Regions from separate parts of the Hordeum vulgare genome. Here region 2 is linked to region 1. The links are chromatin contacts, called in public Hi-C maps. All regions are on one chromosome and are shown on one strand. The core of a region is the stretch at or near the end of the contact, and the rest is flanking DNA. Distances in the headings are between cores, read along the strand shown. Region 1 holds the start of LOC123442916 (transcription factor MYBS3-like). Region 2 has its middle 130 kb from the start of LOC123442916.

What was found. A called contact is a pair of places that touch in the nucleus more often than the background predicts.
Region 2: a Hi-C map of leaf shows a contact between it and region 1, with 2.7 times the contacts expected there. The contact joins the enhancer-like site here to the promoter of LOC123442916 in region 1. A contact is called at or near these places in 2 of 6 Hi-C or Micro-C datasets (leaf and seedling).

What each region holds. Positions count from the first base shown.
Region 1 is chr3H:47,959,623-47,966,640 of MorexV3_pseudomolecules_assembly, reverse strand. LOC123442916 (transcription factor MYBS3-like) reads right to left here and starts at 4,282. Exons shown (of 3, transcript XM_045119100.1): 1 at 3,813-4,282; 2 at 2,018-2,226; 3 at 1,166-1,917. The coding sequence starts at 4,125. The coding sequence ends at 1,348.
Region 2 is chr3H:48,084,901-48,091,148 of MorexV3_pseudomolecules_assembly, reverse strand. No RefSeq gene overlaps it. Among protein-coding and RNA genes, the nearest start is that of LOC123442916, 130 kb to the right of the region's middle. Within about 2 kb of position 3,713, at least 3 of the 3 cell types and tissues checked have open chromatin away from gene starts, as enhancers often do. A contact at or near this core is called in leaf and seedling, where this site is marked.

The DNA of each region.
Region 1 (7,018 bases), core at 3,033-5,532:
TAGCTGCATGCCTCTGTTCCATGTACACAACTGCTGATAAAACAGGTGTTCCAGACATTTAACATTATGCAAATAGGCTACCAAGAGGACCATATGAAGTCAATCCCTCTCTACTGGGCAAGTATTTAACCAGCTGGAGAGGAGGAGAAGTTGCGGCAAGGCACTGGGATGATCAGGTCGAACAACATGAAGTTGATGAGACTCTGCGAGGCATCCAGGAGGGCGGCCACTGACGCGGGAGATAACCTGGTCTGGTAAACCGATGATGGCCTAGATCCAAAGATCTACTGAAGTGCGGGCATTTTGCTGTCTTTCTGGGTCTTGGCTCATTTTGTTCTGTTTTGGTAGGATTGGATGATGAGACTTCAGTTATGTTTTGCTTGAGGGCTCTGCCATTCTGGGCATGTAATAGGGTAGATTTGGATTATGGTGCTGCCAGGTTTTAGCCCCGTAGCATTCATTTCAATGGCGGGCGAATGTGGCGGGTTTCCTGGCAGTGCGTTGAACCCACTTTATTTTCTTTCCCGTCCCTTGAACTGGTGTATTTCTGTTCTTAGTAATGGAGAGGGGTATAAGCCAATTTAAAAAAATATCAAGTCAATCCCAGAATGATTCACATTCGCATAATACTCAATGTATACGCTTCAACTCGAGCTTTTGCTAGACTAAAATTAAGCAAATAGATGTTCCGTAAAAACAATGCGACAAACCAAAGGAACACCAATGCCGATCTGGTGTTTCAGTTCGCTCCATCTTAGTGAAATCAGAGAGAACTGACATTTTAGTGTCAGTAGGAAGAGAGGGTACCCTCCCACCCAAGGAACAAGTTTACAACGGCACAAACAAAGACCAAAACAGAAAAAAAATGCAAAATCTCCATCCCTTGGTAATTAAAAGCTAACATACCAACAACCCGGCTTCAAAGAAAGAAGTCAAAGAATTTAACGGTCTACAAAAATATAAATACCAACAACCTACATAAATCATTCTATTTAGCTTTATGTGCTTTAGCAAACTCACATAGATATGTAACTTTGTAGACTGAAAGAAGTCATATGTCTAATTATAAAGTTTGCATACAAAAATCTCCAAAGCAGCGAAGTTGTATCCATAAAGATTAAAGGTAACAATAGTCTGAGATTCCTGACAGGCAAGTTATAGGGTATTTTCAGTGACATGTATATCTCTACCTTTATTAATGAAAAAATAAATAAGATGGTGATACATTAGCTTAGAAGCTGTTACGGTACAAAAGTACAAGCGCAGGAGCTTACGCAACATTTTAGAGTATCAGGACCATTAATACAATCTGTAAGATCTGACTAGGAAGGCCCATTCCATGACTCTTCAAACTGCATGGATTGGGCTGTTGTTTCCCTGACTTAGGTCAGTTCTAGTCATTGGTGGGCTCACATGAAAAGCCGATTGTCTTGTATTTGTCGGCCCGGTAAGCTGAAGGGAAAGAGCAGAAGGTTCCATTGAGCTAGAGCTGTCACCACCAATGCTGAGCTTGGACATACTGACAACCTCATCCGCCTTAATTGCCTCCTTTACATTCACAGGAGTGGGCTTTAGAACTTCATGGGTTGCGTTTGCTGCTTCCACGTTAGAAACATTCGCAGGCCAAAGTGTTAGTGGAACAGGGAGCAATGCTGGGTAGAACGCCGGCACTGTCGAGACAGATGCGGCCTTGAATGATACACCATTGTTCATCTCAAAATCTGGTGCTTCTAATAAACGCCCTGCATATTCAGATTCTTCGTGCTGCCTTAGTTGCAAAGTTGGCAGATCTTTATCACATTCTGCTTCCTTCGGTCGCCCGAGATGAAACAGTGACAGTTTATTTGAATTAGTTGTTTCATCTTGAGTGCTGCAGAGCGTAAACTCTTCCGCGCCATCGGGGGACTCATCCATTGGCTTCAGGTTGAAGAGGAAAGCACAAGTATGAGCGCATAGTTTAACATATGTGGAGAAGGCAGACAATCGGTTTTATAATGTACAGCAAAAAATTGCATACCATTTCCGGGACCATGTCAAACAAGCTTGACCTCCTCTTCCGCCTTGAGAAGTTTGTCTGTCTGATGAAGTACTTCTGGGCGTGGCTGGCCACCTGAGTTGGGGTCCTTGAAACAACAAAACTACGAGATATCCCACGCCAGTCCCCTTTGCCAAGCTTCTGCAGACCCAGTAGAAACATTCTATGCTCTTCTTCAGTCCAAGGTGTACCTGAAGCACAAATAGGTCTATGATTGGAAGCTGCACTGACAATAATAATGTAACTAAGGAGACTTGCCCATACACGTTTCAGAAAAAGGATTGCTATCTGAACTTGATTAAACCACGAGCTTTTGACTTTGTTACCTTAAAAAAAACAGTTCAGGAAACCGTTGTGTCTAGCTTCTGAAAGATAAACTGTTACCAAGTTAATCTGTATCTCTGTCCCACAAACACAAAGTTTCCCCTGATTCAATTCATGAGTGACTCAACTGGAAGTTCCACAGTACAGTACAATGACATGATATTGCCATGTAAGAGGTAGGCATTTTTATATCAACTAAGATGTTGCCCCATATAAAACAAGGGCACTCCGTTATAATCATTTTCCTAATGTTTGAGTTTGAGGTGACATAATTTACTTAGTTTATAACCATTAGCACAGAAGACTTAACAGCAAAATACAATAGTACAAAAGGGGAAGAAAAGATGACATCTGACAGACCTATACCTTAGTGTATAAGTAAGCAACTAAAAGGGCACTTGGCTCCTACAGTCCCTTTGAAGCCAAGTGCCAATAATAAAGTACCCCAGGGCGGGAGTACAATCATACAATAGAATAGCATATCACTGCAAACATCTAGGACTGGTCAAACCAGCTGGAAATTAATATGGCTAGATTCTTTTAGGATCAGGTGATTAAATAAAGGTCAAAGAGACATCAGGGCGGGACTTGTGGGGCTCTTTTATTCGTGGCCAGTCACTGTCGCCCCGCAATGTGATCTACAGAGGCCTTGTGATGCACATGTGGAGGTAAGTTATTAATCAGGTGAGAAAAGATGTGGAGGTAAGTTGATTTGTGTCGGCCATTCTGGACGGTTCATAAATATCGCATGGAAACAATGGTATCAGCGGACAAATTCTGAGCATGTGTTCAAACTATTGACATCCATTCAAAAATAATTTGCTTATGTAGGAAGAACAAAAAATAGAGAATTTTTGGAGCGCTTGTTGGTTTCTTCAATGGAACTGGGACTTCGCGCGCTTTGATGTTTACTCTATTATTTAAAGGAGATTTGCTTATCATTAGTATGGCATCTTGGTTGCATATGAATCTTCAGAGAAGCGAAAGTATACGAGGAACTAAAAAGAAGAAGGGTAAACTATACGATTCACCTAAAAAATTATGTTTTCTATAGTACACAAGATGCGGTACCTGAAACAATATAGTACATAATTTGGAGCAAACTAACTAAATAATTAGAGATTAAAAACACTAAATAATTAGGGGAGACGACAAGCTCTTTCCTCTACTAACTGGAGGTTTTATTTTATTCATCATACCGCTAAGGCTAAGCGCTGCATGAGGCGCCGCGGTAGGTAGATGCACCTGAAGGCGATGAGTTAACCAGAAGCAAACAGATGCGCCAATGGCAGGAAACCAAGACGCCATTTTCCTAGCTCGCTCACGGAGGTAATTCAAGGAGAAGAGCGTTTAAAGAGTGGTGAATGTTCTACAGCATTTCACTCATTCAAGCAGAGGAGATCGTAATCAAGATACGAGCAAGCAAGCCATTGACGGAAGATCTTAGCAGTACCTTTCTTGCGCTCGGCACGGCCATTGGTCGAGCAGGAGGCGTGCATGGGGTCGTCGGAGACATACCCCGGCGCGCCCTCGCCCCCTCCCCTGGCGACCCCGCCGGGCCCCGGCCCCGCGGCCGGGGACGAGCCCCCGGACCCGCCGCCCCCGAGCGACGACGCGATGCAGCTCATGCTCGCGCTCTTCTTCATCGCGGCCACCGGCGGCGACGTGAGGTGCACGCCGAAGAGCCTGACGCCGCCGCCGGAGCGGGCGGGGCAGGTCCGCGCGTTGTGGCCGTTGTTGCTGCAGTGCGAGCACCGCCTCGTCATCCCCACCGCCGGCGACCGCGCCGCTGTGCGTGTTCGTGCGTGCGTGCGTGCGTACGAGGAGCGCTGGGGGCCAAAGGAAGCGTGCCGCCAGATGTGTCGCCGTGCGCGCTCAGTTCCTTCCTTCTCTCCGGAGAGAGAGGGAGAGGTGGCGATATTTCTGGGTATTTATTGAGAGAGAGGTTGAGGCTTGGGACGAAATGACAAGAACGGCCATCCTTTTTTAACGGATGGATGGCGGTAAACTCCACTTGTACACAACCACTCCGCCCTGCGGCGGTATCCGAGGAGCTCGCGTGTGCTTTTTCTCTATCTTTAGAGCATGGTTAATAGTATAGCCAACTGCTGGCTATAAGCCATCTTATAGCCCACCTTATAGCTAGCTTGTACAATAGTTAGCTATAAAAGAGTATTACTTTTATCATATATGACCCACCTTTCATTCTCACAAAACACCTAGGAGCACGTGCTAGAGCTAGCTCTTCACGAAGAGCCCGCTTCCCTTCTCTCTCCTCTTCTCTATCATACAACTCGGCAAAAATATAGTATTTTAATCCTTACAGTCTGCTGAGTGTACCTTATTGTACTTGCTCTTATCGTAACTTGCTAAAAGGCGACCAATGTTTATTTTAAGCTTACGCACACTCACTCGGTGCAAACTATATGGACGTGTTTGGTGGCCCACGTACATTTAATTAGATCGAGTTAGGTCAAAAAGAACATGTTTGATTTCATACAGGATGGGCTGGTTCTCATTGACAGTAAACTTAAAGCAGCTTTGAGCATGACTCACTGAAAATCCTCGAATCGACAGTTTCAACAAGTCACACTGAGCATGGCGTAAAGGGGACGCAGCTCGCATGCTCGGGAGCAATCCGAAATCGAGTGGGGATGGCGGGAAATGGAAATCGGCCGCGGCATGACGACGCCAAATCTAGCCTCGCCCCTCCCCCCTCCCCCTCCCCCAATTTACTCTGTCACCACTACCTCCAGGACACACACTTCCTCTAGCCTCATCACCGACAACGGCGGCGACTCATATCTGCGCAAGATGATGCGTCGGAGGCGGCAGACACAGATGGAGACTCTCCCGCAACAGGAGTTGTTGCTCCCCTCCCTGTTGGCCACCGCGGTCGTCCTTGACTCAACTATGCCCCCCCCCCGTCCCTTCGTCGTCGTCTTCTGCGATGTCGGTAAGCAACACCCCCTCCCCCCTATGTTAGGCCATTAGGCAAGGTGTAGGATTGCTTTCCTCATTGCTCAACACACCATCGATGTCGACTAGGTTATGGACGCACACATGAAGCTGGTAGTTCATGTTGCAGCACTAATAGTTGTGTTTAAGGCATGGATCATGTTCATGCACAAGAGAGTTGTTCGTCGTGGTGAGAGGCATGTTATCACTTATGATCCAATGCGTATTCGCATCAGGAGAGGATGACGAATATGAACTATATCTGCAACTGCAACGATACATAGGCTCTGTGGATGGTAAGAATGAAATGAGCACCATTTGCCAGGCTTGTCGAGACATTCAGGAGCATGGGGATGCTACAAGATAGCACCCACACCAGTGTGGAAGAGCAAGTGGACATGTTCCTCCATGTTGTTGGTCATAACTAGAGGTTCATGGTTATGCACAACACCTTCAGGAGATCAATGGAGACCATTTCGAAGTACTTCGCAAAAGTGATCTATGATGTTGGGGAGCTCAGAGGAGATTATCAGGTTGACCGGAATCCTACCAAGATTCAAACAAGCCCAATATGGTATCCATACTTCAAGGTAAGCAGTGAAAGTATGTAGTGCATGGCTTGATATGCTTGTATTGTTTGGCTATAACCATAATACTATCTTGTATTACCATTTTCAGGATTGCATTGGGTCAATAAATGGTACTAATGTCACTGCCAGAGTGCCGATGTCACAGTCAACAACATACATGGGTAGAAAGCACTACACATGCCAGAATGTGCTTGCTCTGTTGACTTTCATCTAAAGTTCACATATGTGTTGGTTGGATGGGAAGGGTCAGCACATGCGGTAACAACATGAGTCATCCTAATGGCATCAACATTCCCGGTGGCAAGTTCTACCTAGGTGATAATGGTTATGCATGTCTGCTATGTGTTCTTCCACCCTTCAGGAAAACCAGCTACCATCTCAACGAGTTGCCTGGTAGGAACTATCATAGGACTCCACAGGAGTTGTTTAATCTCAGATACTCCAGTCTTAGAGTTACTATTGACAGGGCATTTGGACCTCTAAAGAACGGGTTTCAGATCCTAGATCAAAAGTCGTTACACACTCTCCCCACTCAAGTTAAGCTTGTTCTTGCTTGTTGCATTCTGCATAACTTGATACTGCAATGGGTTTGTCATGAACCGGTGCCTGAGGATGAAGACGTGACGCATGGCGATGTTGCCAGCTCCGGCCATGTTGTGGAGGCATTTGACAACAAAGTTGGAAGAACAAAAGGATAGAGTGAGCATAGACAATGTGGGATAATGGAGATCAGACAAAGATCTTAAGAAGAAGAAGAGCAAGAGCAACAGCTGAAGAGAAGAAGAAGCACAAGAAGCCGAAGAAGAAACATCAGCAGCAAAGGAAGATGAAGAGGATGGTCCCACCTAGTTAGCATCGATGACAAACTTTCTCCTATAAAGACATATGATTCCTAATAATGTGTACTGCCATTTCATTGTAGCTAGGATGAAATGTTATTTGTTTCATAGCTAGGACTGAAACTATGTTTAGATCGCGTGTGGTAAGGTCACCACTAGTGAGAAATGGTGAGAACACCTCATGCAAATTGCAAACCAAACATCATATCATATGTGCGCCTATTGCAACAGGCCAACCAAACGGCGGGTCAAAATTCGTTCCCTCGTGCAGC
Region 2 (6,248 bases), core at 2,464-4,963, 130 kb before region 1:
CCAGACCAAACATAGAATGGAACAGAAGTTCCTTCATTGCTTGAGAATAAACGGAGATAAGGAGTCCAAGAGAAATCCTTCAAGAATCAAGATTCTTGGTACTATGATATTATCAGTAAGCATGCGAAGCAGTTAATAGTAGTAAAAAACACAATTGCGCAAATACAGTGGTTCCAAAGGCTTACCATTTTGTAAATTGGTTACCAAGAGTGCCATATCAAGTCAAAACCAAGGAGGCCCAACCCTAGACGCCAGTCCGCTCTGTAACAGTCCGGAATCGACGCTTCAGAAGATTCCCCTTTTATTCCGTTGTCGCCGTGTGACTTGTTTGGTTGTCGCATTCATCATCGCATCATGTGCATCATCCGTATTGCATCGGCACTTCGTTGTCATCGGTTTTCAAAACTTGCATCCGTTGTTAATTGCCGGTTCTCTCTGTTCTTGCCGTTGACCGTTTCGAGACCAACCACACATGCACGCGTCCACGACACCGTTAATTTTTTTTTAAAGTGTGTATAAAACATACTCAGATTGGGTTGAAACTTGGCGTGCGTTTTATTTTAATGTAGGTAGGCCGTCTGTCAAATTTCGTCGCAACCAGAGTCCGTTTGATACCCGAACCGTTAAATGTATAGCGTGACTTTAGCTCGTTTAATTGTCGGATGTTTTCGCATTTTAAAATTTTGTCACGGGCCGCACCACTTTCCTCTCATCCTCACCTAGCCCATCTACACAGCCCACTAAACCCACCTAGCCCATCCCTCCGTTCGTGGTAGTTGGATCGCGATCGGACGGAGGTCCAGCTCACCAATGTCCATTCTCTCTATAAACCCCCTAGCCAAAATTGCAGCCCCCTCAAAAACTCCACATGCTAGCTCCACCTCATCCAATCCCAAAAACCACACCTTCCCAGCCATTTTCAGCCCTCAGACATGAGAATAGAGGCTCATATTTGCCCAAAAAACCCCACCTGGACACGTCCGCGCCAAAAACCAGACATGTCCGGCTACCGCAGAGCCCGCGCTCCACCGCGCAGCCGCAACACTGCCCGCAGCCTCCACCGCACCGCCACACCAGTCCAGCCGTCGGGCCGCCCCGCGCGTGCCGGCGACGTTGCGCCTCGCCGGGGCCCCATGCTGGATGGAGCCCCTCGCCACCGTCCCTGCCATGGTCTTGCTGGAGCTCCTTCGCCGGCCATGGTGCGTGCATGCGTTCGTCGCCGCCGCCTTGAGCCCGCCGTCGTTGCCGCTGGCCGGATCTGGGCCGCCCCGCCCCGTATCCGCGCATCCCCGTCGGTGCCTCGCCTGCCCGCCGCCATGGGTGATGCCCGCAGCCCTGCTCACGTTAACTGCCTCGGGCGCTCGCTCTCTCCAGCGCTCGGTCGCGTAAACTTCCGACCTGCAACGCCCGTGGGTGGGCATGGCTAACGCTGCGCGCGCCTGCCAGCTACGGCCTCGCCCCGGCCCAGGCGACCGCTGCCCAAGCCGAGTCGCTCCAAGGCGGCAAATCCTATTTATCGCCATACGCGCCGGTTATAGGCCATTTTTGCTAACCGGCGCCTGCAGCGCATACCCCTCTGCCGCGATTTGGGCCGACCGAGATACTTTTATTCTCTTATTCTGTAAAATTGGAAAAAAGGGCCATGAACGAATTCGAACCACACACCTAGCACATATGTTAGAAACGCTCCAACCACTTGAGGCAACCCACAATGTGCGATAAGTATCGTATTCTCCTCTATATTCTTTCTCTAGATCGCGACCGGTTTTCTAGTTTTTTTTTAAATGGCTTGGTTGCTTTTTTATTTTTCTTATCTTTTTATCTGTTTCTTTTTTGCTTCCTTTTTCTTTTTCAAATGCGTTGACTTTTCTCAAATTTTGCAATTTATTTTTAAATGTGATGAACAATTTTTAAATTCGTGAACCTTTTTCACAATCAATGATTGTTTTCCAAGTTTGATGAAATTTTTCTTCAAAAACGATGAACTTTTCCGAATTCTATGATTCTTTTTTGAATCTCATGATTTTTTCCAAAAAAAACTACGAACTTTTTTCGAATTTGATGAACTTGTTTTCAAATCAATGATTTTTTCAAATTAGGGGTGAATTTTTTTCGAATTTGATCAACTTATTTAAAAATCTATGAATTTTTATTCAAATTAGGGATGAACTTTTTTCAGTTGATGAATTTTTTTCGAAATTAATGAACTTTCTTTCAAATCAATGAATTTTATTCAAATTTGAGATGAACTTCTTTTCAATCAATGAACTTTTTTTAAAATCAATGAATTTTTATTCAAATTCCGGATGAAGTTTTTTTAAATTGATGAACTTTTTTCGAAATTAATGAACTTCTTTTCAAATCAATGAATTTTTATTCAAATTTGGGATGAACTTTTTTTCAATCGATGAACTTTTTCCGAATTTGATAATTTTTAAAAAAATCTATGAATTTCTATTCAAATTTGGGATGATTTTTTTTAAATGGTGAACTTTTTCGAAAGTAATGAACTTTTTTCCAAATCCATGATTTTTTTTTTCATATTTGGGATGAACTTATTTTAAAATTCATGAACTGTTTTCCAAATCAATGACCTGTTTTTAAAAATTGATGAATTCGTTTTTCAAAATGGAAGATTTTTTAAAATTTTGTGAACTTTTTGAAAATCCATGAACATATTTTAAAAATCGGTGACCTTTTTTTCACAATCATTAAACTTTTCGCAAATCTGATTAATTGCTTTTTAATCGAATGGAATTTTAATGTACGTTTTGAAATTTATGTTTTTGAAAATCAATGAAATTTTTGCAGGGCCTGCAGCACGGCGCCAGCTGATGATTCATGGGCCGGCCCAACATGGGGCACTGGAGGCTCGAGGAGCGCGAACTGGGGCCTGCAGTGCCGTATAGGAGCTGGGACCTCCTATTCGTTGCTCAGTACGGCAACCAGTCGGGGCTTCGGGTGACGCCCCACTGGGCCGACCCAATTGGTGAACAACGATTGTAGTTTTTTCCATTTTCTGCTCTCTAAATATTTTTTGGAAAATCCCCAACATTTTCCTAAAAGTATAAAATATTTTTAGAATTTGAATACTAATTTTTAAAAGTCTGGATCATTTTAAAATTCCGGAAGATTTTTCAATTCCAGAACATCTTTTCAAATTTCGGAATATTTTTAAAAAATCCGGAACATTTTAACAAATTCCGGAACATTTTTTCAAAATCTTGAACAGTATGAAATTCCGGAACATTTTTTCAAAATCCAGAAAAACAATTAAATTCCGTAACATTTTTCCAAATTCCAAAATATTTTATTCAATTTCCAGAACATTTTTACAAATTCTGGACCGTTTTTCCTAAAATCCAGAACATTTTTTGAAAATTCAGAACAATTTTGAAACAGAAATAGAAAACAAAAAACAAAAACAGAAACAGAAAAAATAGAAAAATAAAAAAACAGGTTAAGGGAACCTTCTAGAAGTTTCCCAAAACAGGTAAAACCGGCTGGAACCCTAGAAGGTTCCAAAACCGGAATCAGTCAAAGTTTGAACGGGCCGGCCAAACCCAGTCGCTCGGTCGCACCCCTGTGCGAAGCAGCGGCTATTTGCCGCATGGAGCGTTGAATAGGAAATTCCATCGGACCTCCTCTCCAAGGCCGCCTCGCTCCTGTGCCCAACGGTGCCACCGAGCTGGGCCGAGGCCCGCAAAGTAAGCAGAAGCCAGCGCCAAGTCCCGTCTATTGTGTGCGTCTACGACCTTTAGGTATCTTACGCTCGGGCACTGTTGGCCTGTTTGCAGTAGATTTGGCCTAACTCATTTTTTTTCTGCGTTATGAATTTGTCTAATTTCCAGGGACTTTCGTATTTATAGAAAAATGCGTATTTTAAAATGCTCATAAATATTTAACCGTGCATTGGATGAAAATAATGTAGGTATGTAAAATGTCCAGAATTTTATGTAGATTAATAATATTCCACTTTCATGCATGTTAAAAAACTATTAAATATGGTGTTTGCATCGTTTTGCGTGATATCATGTTAAAATGTTTTACTTCATAGCTAATTAATTGTGCCTTGGATTTAAAAACTTAATATATGAAAAGTGCTTAGAATTTTTTGTAGTTTCACAATAACCAACTTGCACCATGTTGAATATGATTAACTTTCTGTTTTCATTTAATTTGCATAAATGCCATGCTAAAACGGTTTAATTCATAAATATTAAACCATGACTCCGATTAAAATGTTTTATATATGTAACTTGGCTAGGATTATGTATAGAACAACATGATAACTCTAATATTGCGTTTTAGGCAGATTTGTAGCAAATGGAAAATTAACATATGGGGACTTTCTGGAATTATTATTCGTTGTTCCTCCCTCATTTAAACTTGTGTAGGATACCGTGTATCTTCATAATACCATGTGCATCCATGATTTAATATCTTGTGGCTGTCATTTGCATACATTTGCATTCATGTCAATGTCATCTTGTGTTCTTCATATCTTTTAGACCGTAACTCCGTTTTAGATGATTTATATATGTAAATCGACTAGAATAACGTGTAGAATCACATGATCCACCTTATTTTGCTGTTTAATAAATATTAAAATATATTAGTTCGGATCTGGACCAATTTTGAAATTAACACATGTGGTCATTTCGAAGATGCTATGTGATGTTTCCGACCTTATTTAAAATGCCTAGATAGTGTAGTTTAATTATGCTTTGCCTCTTGCCATGTTTAACAACATTTAATATTGTCGTGTACCTAAAGGAGAGTGAACTAAATATATAAACGTGGAGTTTCGTCAATATGCAACTTGTTGCATATTGAGCTTCACTTAATGTGTAGTATTCAATTGTTGTGATGTGCCATGCCTTGCATAATTAAACCGGACATGCATCATATATGTTTGTGCATCATGTCATGCATATGTTATGGTGAATATCATGCATTGATTTTTCTTTCTGGATTGCTTCTTCTCGATAGAGTTCCGTAAGCGTGTCAGAGTGTGAGGATTCGTTCGACTACGTTGGCTCGTCTACTTCACAGATTCATTCTTCTTCCAAGCGGGATCACACGCAAGATGACCATTTCTCTAGATTCTATTACTATGCTAGTTGTCTTGTTTCTTTCGCTATGTCTCGTTGCCTACCACCGATTTAATAAGCCTCCCAACATTGCCATGAAAAGCCTATAACCTTTCCACAACCTAGCAAACCACTGTTTGGCTATGTTACCGCTTGCTCAGCCTTGTGATAGTGTTGCTAGTTGGAGGTGCATTTGATTCCATGTGTAAACATGGGTTCCTTGTTATATCACCATATTATTGCTATTTAATTTAATGCACTTATATACTTGGTAAAAGATGGAAAGCTTGGCCTTTTAGCCTAGTGTTTTGTTCCATCTTTGCCGCCTTAGTTTCGGCTACCGGTCTTATGTTCCATAATTGAGCGCTCCTAACACTCCCTAGATTTTCTTCTGGGATAAAACTGTTCTGGAAAGGCCCAACATTGGTACTAGATTTCCCAACACAATAATACTGAAAATTAACTAACACATAGGGAGTTAGGGCTACCCGAGGAGTAATTCAACATAATACAGGGGGGCGAGTGCTGATGGTGTTGGTCCCAAATAGGGCCACTTGCGGGGCCATCCGGGGCAACTCGGGGAATTTCTATCTGGCCACTGTACGTACTGCTCATCCGGTGTGGCCTGAGAACGAGATACGCGACTCCTATCGGGATTGTCGGCACGTCAAGCGGCCTTGTTAGATTTGTTTTACCTTTTTCGAACGTCTTGTGCGAGGGATTCCGAGGATACTTTTGGTTTTCTCAAGGTTTAGGTTCTCCACTAGGAATCCAAGGAGATCACGGGTTTTCCATGATCGAGGTTTCCGACGCAGCGTGTGGTAGTTTGTGATGGACTAGTTGGAGCACCCGTGCAGGGTTAAATCTTTCGGAAAGTCGTGCCCGCGGTTATGTGGCACTTAGAAACTTTGTTTAACATCCGGTTCTAGATAACTTGAAATAAACTTAATTAAACTATGCCAACTGTGAGCGTAACCGTGACTGTATCTTCTCACGAGTTCTGCATCTGGAAGAGGACATGATGGGGTTATGTCTGACGTAAGTAGGTGTTGAGGATCATTCATTTGATCATCATTAGTCACGTCTGTTTATGCGTAGATCACCCCCCCCCACACACACCTTTTATTCCTATACTCGTAATTTAGCCACTCAAAT